Regions from separate parts of the Danio rerio genome. Here region 2 is linked to region 1. A link is a contact called in public HiCAR-type data. All regions are on one chromosome and are shown on one strand. Each heading gives the region's core, a stretch centred on a gene start, on an enhancer-like site or on the middle of the called end of the contact. The rest is flanking DNA. Distances are from core to core; before and after follow the strand shown. Region 1 has its middle 12 kb from the start of prdm16. Region 2 overlaps prdm16 (PR domain containing 16).

The links. HiCAR-type assays count read pairs that join an accessible place to other places.
Region 2: a HiCAR-type map of caudal fin shows a contact between it and region 1, with 16 times the contacts expected there. The contact joins two enhancer-like sites. A contact is called at or near these places in 2 of 18 Hi-C or Micro-C datasets (both in embryo) and 1 of 4 datasets of contacts at active chromatin or transcription factors (caudal fin).

Annotation. Positions count from the first base shown.
Region 1 is chr8:57,816,564-57,820,717 of GRCz12tu, reverse strand. No RefSeq gene overlaps it. Among named protein-coding and RNA genes, the nearest start is that of prdm16, 12 kb to the left of the region's middle. Within about 2 kb of position 2,392, at least 3 of the 62 cell types and tissues checked have an H3K27ac peak or open chromatin away from gene starts, as enhancers often do.
Region 2 is chr8:58,237,175-58,241,328 of GRCz12tu, reverse strand. prdm16 (PR domain containing 16) reads right to left here. Exons shown (of 16, transcript XM_073911182.1): 5 at 3,872-3,974. Among named protein-coding and RNA genes, the nearest start is that of nppal, 120 kb to the left of the region's middle. Within about 2 kb of position 1,973, at least 4 of the 62 cell types and tissues checked have an H3K27ac peak or open chromatin away from gene starts, as enhancers often do.

The DNA of each region.
Region 1 (4,154 bases), core at 1,143-3,642:
TTAGGCTGGATGTTTGTTTATTTATTTATTTATTTATTTATTTATTTATTTATTTATTTATTTGTTTATTTATTTATTTAATGCATTGACATTTATGCATTTTTAATTGTGGCTTTTAAGTGTTCAAGCAGGCCTACTTTATAGTGTCACTTTGAGGTGTTTTAGAGGTGTTCCTCATGTGGGACTGCTGTTAGTGTCTAAAGACTGCCCTCCTGTGTTCCTCACACAAAGTGATTTAGTTTGTCCCACCAGCAATTCTACCTATCCAACATTCCTTCTCCTCTCCCGTCATTCCCACATTGGAGACATTCCCAGCATCCCACCTTTGTATGCCACATCTACTTTTTATGTTACTGGCTAAGATGTAAAGAAGAAAAACACTATAAAACAAGCTGTTCATGCAACCATTTACGAATATGTTTTGTAGCTGGAGAGTAAGTTTATCTTTCTGTACTTTTCAAATAATGTGATAGATTCAAATTCAGGTCATCCACCTTCCTTATATTTAAATAAGATAGAAAAACATCAGTTTCATACATAGATTTGTGATTTGTCATCAGTATTATGACTCCGTCAAGTGCAAAATGATTTAAAATATAGCCTAGCTTTTAAAACAGAAATAAACGTGCAGATAGCCTATATCTGGTGTCAGGGCAAACTCCTATTTCGCTATGTAACAATTATTTTTAAGTCAATAAATGTACATATAGCCCAAACGTTACAGCCAAAAAATATACAGAATATATTGCGCACATTACACAACGTGCTTTCCACTCTTTCTTCCATCATTCTCAAGTAGATACATCCAAACTGAGCAAAGGGAAGGCACGCAAAATCTGAATTAATTTGCGTGCATGTCTCGCGTCCTGTCACCGGCTGAGCTTAAGCAGGCGTTCACCCGGGAGATCAGCTAGCCGTAGAGGAATGTTGTATCCAGGCCCGGATTAAGAACTCAGGGGCCCCTGGGCACATTGTCTTGTAAGGCCCCCTACCTGGCCATATATACACACACATATATATATATATATATATATATATATATATATATATATATATATATATATATATATATATATATATATATATATATATATATATATATATATATATTTTTTTTTTTTTTTTTTTTTTTAAGGGTATTTTAATGTATTGCTTTTACAAACTTATAAAGCATATTATTGCCATGGCATATAACGCACAATGCTTCTCCAATCCAGTTCTATGAATCTGAGTCTTACATAATACAAACACTGATTTACTGTCTCTCTCCTCCTCTCCCTGTATTTTCTCTACTCTTCTCGTGATGAAGACTTGATTATAAACCTAAAAGTATCCGAAATCACACGCACTATACCTCTTCTCTCCCGTCTCTCTCCTCTTCTGGGCCTTTCTCTCTCTCTCTCCCTCTCTCTCTCCTTTTCTGTCTGTCTCTCACACGATGAATCCAGTCCGCGCTGCGCTGCCGTTAGCCTTCTCCGCCTGGTTAATGCTAGCTACTCATCATTTAAAGTTACCATAACGTCTTCTTCTGTGCCCTCATTCTCCTGATCACGGGTCTGTTTAAAGAAGGTGTGTATGGAAAATGCCTCAATAAAGATGCCCCTTCTCCTCTTTCTCTCGCGTTTGCTAAATCCACTTGTCCACTCATTTTTGATCTATGACAGTTATAACGTTACACTAAAGTCCGCTCAGTTTAGTGCGGGTTATTACAAAACTGACGTTTCCGCGCTTGACCAATTACAGCATTCTGTTTAGTTAACGAATAAAAGGCAGTTTAAATATAATAATAATATTAATATGTGTTCGCGATTTTTTTGCTCAGAGGAAATACAGTTGTCTGAGCAATGTAGTTTTTGCAGAGAGGGAGGCACCTATAATTAAGGCTAAACATTAGTAAATACCCACGAGACACTTGTGACTTTATATCACATTTGCATTATTTTTTTTAAAAATGTTCCTTCCTGTTAAAAATATATTTCCAATCTGATTTGTAATGGGGAGAAAAAAAAAGTAGCACGAGTTCAGCTGATGGTGGATTCGAACCGAGTTTATAATTAATCGCGTCAAAAGATGATACTGGGTGCCTTACAAGGTGCGCCACTGCGGCTGTTACAATTGACTGCTCTATACTCATCTTGTCTCTATCAATCAGGCAGCGATGGGCGTAAACCCTGAATAGCTTATTCCAACTAGATGCGCTATTTGCAATTAGCCAAAAAAGACACTCCGAAATTGTCTTTTTTTCTCCCCCCTCGCAGGGGCCCCTAGTGCGCACGGGCCCCTGGGCCTGTGCCCATAAGGCCCATTGGTTAATCCGGCCCTGGTTGTATCTACACGGCAGCCACGGCCCTGGATGGCTTAAAACTCCACAATTGATGTCGTACCTACCACATAGCCAGTGAACTCTCCAGCGCTTTGCTCATAACTGTACGGCTTAAGAACATGCTCTCTTGGCTGTTATGATTATTCTGTGTGACAAATTCAGCCTGGATTTGACAAGTTTTGGCGGTGCAGTTACGTTTCCCTTAAAGGTACACCAGCCTTTGCACTTAAAACACTTGGCAATGTGTCGAAAAAAGAAAATACGCTCAAAGCGGTCAGCGCAGATGGTCGGCAGCACGACGGAGGGACAGAGAGAGCAAAAAGTGAAAGAGTGTGAGGGGGAAAATGAAGTGTGAACAAAGAATAAATCTTTCTGCAAATATCCCACATTTATGTTTTCCCTTATTAGCTTTCCCGTTTTTTCAGAATATGCATTTCTTTAATTAAAATGTATTTCTCTCAGAGATGCAGGCTTGTTGACTGGCCCAATCTGAAGCCAACCTGTCAGACATTTATTCAGACTCGACTATGTGCGAACGACATCATGTCGTTAATCAACATTCCCGCCACATTTCCCGTCCTATATTTTCAGGTTAGTTACATTTCATAAAAGGGCGGTGGGGAAAGTGAATCAACAACACCTACAGCATTGTACCTATACGCTATTTGCAAATGAACACTAGAGGCAGTAAAACACCAACACTAACCGTGATAATAGGGGCAGATGAAGGGAAAGTTTACACAACAACAGTAGACATGGACAATATGGTAAGACATGGACATTTTGCATACAACATCGTCAAAACGACTTAAATTATACATTCCACACTAGTAGTTGGCAATGTTTAGTTGTAAGTAAACACAGCACACCTTTGTGCATGTTGAGCTTCCAACATTGGCATACTGTATATGCAAAAAGTATGTGAGCCAAGTATCAATATACATTATTTGACGAGAAATGCCCTTGATGTACTACTTCTGCCAATTTTTTTAAGTGCACATTCAGTGGACACTTTTACATCCAATGAGACCAGGGGAAGAAATATAAATGGAAATGACATAACTTACTAATCTTGTAAGACATGTGATGAACATAGCAACAGAGCATAGCGGATGTAGCAATACCGAATTTCATTCATACTAACCATGTTCAGATACCTGAGGTTTTTATAATGCCCATTAAGTTCGAAATACCATGGTTAAAAAACAAACACTCCACACAAAAAGTATGGTTATTGTAATCAAACCATCCACCTAATTTTAAGTAAGTACAGTCACAGAGACAATAAAAATATATGATACGTGTGTAATGATTCAGAAGTTTGTGTTTTCATGGCCTCAAACACTGTTAGTTATCGGGAATAGCATTAGTTTACTATTTTGGTAAAAAACCTTGATACATAAAAGTGTCAGAAGACTTGTTTTCTCATTTCAGTGTTCCTTGACTAATACTATTATAATACTACACTCACTGGTTAGATTATTAGGTACACCTGTCCAACTGCTCGTTAACGCAAATTTCTAATCAACCACTTACATGGCAGCAACTCAATGCATTTAGGCATGTAGACATGGTCAAGACGATCTGCTGCAGTTCAAACCGAGCATCAGAATGAGGAATAAAGGTGATTTAAGTGACTTTGAATGTGGCATGGTTGGTGGTGCCAGACGGGCTGGTCTGAGTATTTCAGAACCTGCTGATCTACTGGGATTTTAATGCACAACCACCTTTAGGGTTTACAAAGAATGGTCAGAAAAGAGAAAATATCCAGTGAGTGGCAGTTCTGTGGGCGCATATGTCTTGTTAATACCAGAGGTCTGAGTAGAATGGC
Region 2 (4,154 bases), core at 724-3,223, 420 kb before region 1:
TATATATATATATATATATATATATATATATATATATATATATATATATATATATATATATATATATATATATATATTAGGGAAAATCTAATATTGTGATTAGTGTGAAAGAATAATGTGATTAGGCCTGTCACAATAAACAACATATATTTATCGACCTCAATAATGCATCGATAATTTTTGGTGATGCAATATATATCGCCCATACAAAACAACAACAACAAAAAAAAGACAATAGCAACATTTTAGCTGATTGTTATAATTACTATAATTAAATGTTTTATTTTTAAGAAAAAAACATCATGCGTAGTTTGGAAGAGTGTACCTGCATCTGGCATTATATAATGAGTGGCATTTTATGATAAAATGCAAAAAATGACAATAATATAATTTATTGCAAATATATTTTGGTGCAATATATAGATATCGTGACGGGTCTAATTGTGATATTTTGATCATCTATATATTGTGATATGAATACAATTTCACCAGATGACTAAAATAATTCTATTTATATACAGTTGAAGTCAGAATTATTAGCCTACCTTTGATTTTTTTTTCTTTTTAAATATTTTCAAAATTATGTTTAACAGAGCAAGGAAACATTCACAGTATGTCTGATAATATTTTTTCTTCTGGAGAAAGTTTTATTTGTTTTATTTTGGCTAGAATAAAAGAAGTTTTTAATTTTTTAAAACACATTTTAAGGTCAAATTTTTTCCGATAGTCTACAGAACAAACCATCGTTATACAATATCTTGCCTAATTACCCTAACCTGCCTAGTTAACCTAATTAACCCAGTTAAACCTCTAAATGTCACTTTAAGCTGTATAGAAGTGTCTTGAAAAATCTTTAGTCAAATATTATAATATTACTGTCATCATGGCAAAGATAAAATAAATCAGTTATTACAAATTAGTTATTAAAACTATTATGTTTAGAAATGTGTTGAAAAAATCTTCTCTTCGTTAAACAGAAATTGGGGGAAAAATAAATAGGGAGGCTAATAAATCAGGAGGGCTAATAATTCTGACTTCAACTGTATATGAATGAATTTATTGTGAAAAGTATTTATTTATTATTATATGAATACATTTTTGTATATAAACACTGAATTACTGAGTACATATTAGTGAGTGTCTTCTGTAAATCATATTCTATACATTTAATAAATACATATAACTGAGATTTTAAAAATGTAAAATAACTTTGGAAGATAAATAACAATTGACAGGTGTAAGATCACTTTAAATATGTTTAAATGTTAAGCTATAAATAGATCATAGTTTTCCTTTTTTCACTTGCGTTTGGTTCAAATGACCTGTTGTTAAATGTCTAAAATGTGTCTTTCTTATCATTTCTGATTTCTTGACAGAAGAGTCAAGTACACAGATAACCCTATAATGGAAAGACAAGCATCTAATGCGTTATCATAATCCTCAAGCCAAAGTTGATGAGTTCATTAAATTTTACTTCTTAAAAAAATCTGCATTGATGCTGTATTTACTGTATTACAAAACACATTTTGTTTGTTTGTTTGTTCCCCCCAATTGATTCTAATAACACAAACTAACAGAACACAATCCACGTTCATAGGTGTCCAGCAAAAAATAAACAAATATGTTGAACAGAATGGCCTTGTAACCTCAAAGAGGCCTTTACTTGGAAAACTAAAGTGGAAAAAAAATCAAACAAAAAAAGTCTGTGCTGATTTAATATCTTGTTTTTTCATCGAGAGAAGCCATAATATTACAATAAAAAAAAGAACTGGAGACATTATCTTTGCGTCCCATCAGTAGCACTAACGACAAAGGCAGGAATGTTGGGGAAAAAGACAGGGAATGGGAAACTAATAGCTCTTGGAGAGACGTAGGGGGAACACAATTATGTGCAGTTTAGCGGCTAATCTGTGAGCATGGGTGAGGTCCCTGGAGACTCCTCTAGCTCCACTCCAAATTCCACCACCGATAAGCCTTGAGAAGGACGCGGAGAGCTCTCGATCGCTCTCTCAGTCTGTCTGTTTGTCTGATTGACCATGTACTCTACGTTTCTTCCCTTTTGTTCACAGAATTGATCTGTCTGAGTGGTAGCCTGGCTTGCATCTCTTGGCGTCCCCGTCTCTCCTCAGAGAGCTCTGCTTCTTGCCTCTTTCTTTTTTTTTTTTTGGCAGGGAGATCTGAAGACACATCTCTATCAGATAAACTTTCAGCATGTGTTTGGAGAGCGACTGCTGCGCTGCGACACACTTCAGTGCTTTTGCAATTTTCTAGTCTGCATCAACTGCTCTGAGCTTCAATCGCAAAATTAGGAGATCACTCAGAAAGAGGGAAAACGATATAGATGAAGTTCACACATTGTAAACAATGCTGGGTTCAACACAATCGATTTGTTGGGACAATATAAAGGAATTAAGTTAGCTTATTCATTTTTACAAATTTAAGTAGAGTGAGCATAAAACAATTAGGTTGTCCTGTACAAAAACTCAAGATTTGTGTTGTTTCAGCTTATTTTAAATAAGTAGTTTGAACAAACAGCACACTATGAATACTCTTGCGTTCCACATAATCGATTTGTGTTGGAACAACATGAAGGAATTAAATTAGCTAGGTCATTTTTTTACAAATTTAAGTGGATTGAACATAAAACTGTTAAGTTGTGGTCCAAAAACTCAAGAATTGTGTCGTTTTAGCTCATTTAAAATAAGTAGTTTGAACAAACAGCCCACTGTAAATAAACTTGGTTTCCACACGATCAATTTGAGTTGGGACAAAATGAAGGAATCAAGTTGGCTAGTTAGTTTTTACAAATTTAAGTTGATTGAACATAAAATAATTAAGTTGTTCTTCAAAAAAGCTCTCAAGAATTGTGTTGTTTCGGCTTATTTTAGATAAGTAGTTCAAACAAACAGCACACTATAAATAGTTTTGGGTTCCATGCAATTGATTTGTGTTTGGACAACAAGAGTGAATTAAGTTAGCTTATTCATTCTTGTAAATTAAAGTGGATTCAAGATAAAACAATTAAGTTGTTCTTCAAAAAAGCTCAAGAACTGTGTTGTTTCAGCTTATTTTAAATAAGTAGTTCGAACAAACAGCACACTGTTATCATCTTGGATTCCATAAAATCGATTTGTGTTAGGACAACATAAGAAATTAACTTAGCTTATTCATTTTCACAAATTAAAGTAAATTGAACATAAAACAATTAAGTTGTTCTCCAAAAAAAAAAAAAAAAAAAAAAAAAAAACTCAAGATTTGTGTTGTTTCACCTGATCTTAAATAAGTAGTTTGAACAACCAGCACACTATAATTACTCTTGGGTTCCATACAATCAATTTGTGTTGGGACAACATGAAGGAATTAAGTTTATTCATTCTTACAAATGTAAGTGGATTAAACATAAAAAATTAAGTTGTTCTCCAAAAAAATCAAGAATTGTGTTGTTTCAACTCATTTTAAATAAGTAGTGTGAACAACAAGTTTAAGGGTGCAAACGTCCTTTTTTGGGTGCAAGTGCTAACATTCTGAATTTACATACGCTGAAGCTACAAGTAACCACTGCAGATTTTAAAGCAAATATTAAAATGAAGAAATAATAATTTGGTAATAAATACACATTGTTTTATAATGCGATAAACTACAACATGTAGGACATTTTACAATGCTGTTTTTTCATTCTAATATTCTCCAGTACCAGTTGATTTGCCTCTGGCTTGAAATCTGCCGCACTTCATGTCTTCGATATTTCCCGACCTTTGTGTAGCACGAAGACATGCGTATAGTATCTGATGCTAAGTGTTGGCAGAGGTGAACGAGTGTGGTCTGAGTGAGTTTGTTTAAAAGAGTGCCTAATGACTTGCATTAATCTCACCTTCCAGGTTCGGTGCCATTGAGCCCTCGGGGAAAACTCCGTCCTTCATGTAAACCAGTAACTCCTCCCCTATTTCAATATCTCTAATAGCTTTATAATAGATCTGCAAAGAGAGAACAAAAAAAAAAAAAAACGGGTATGTTAAAAAACACAAATAAAATTTTTATTATATATTGAATATAATATATATGTATTAAATATTATTATTATTATTATTATCATCATCATTATTATTATCATCATCATCCATGTTTTCTAATGGCTTGAGATTTATTTTGAATAG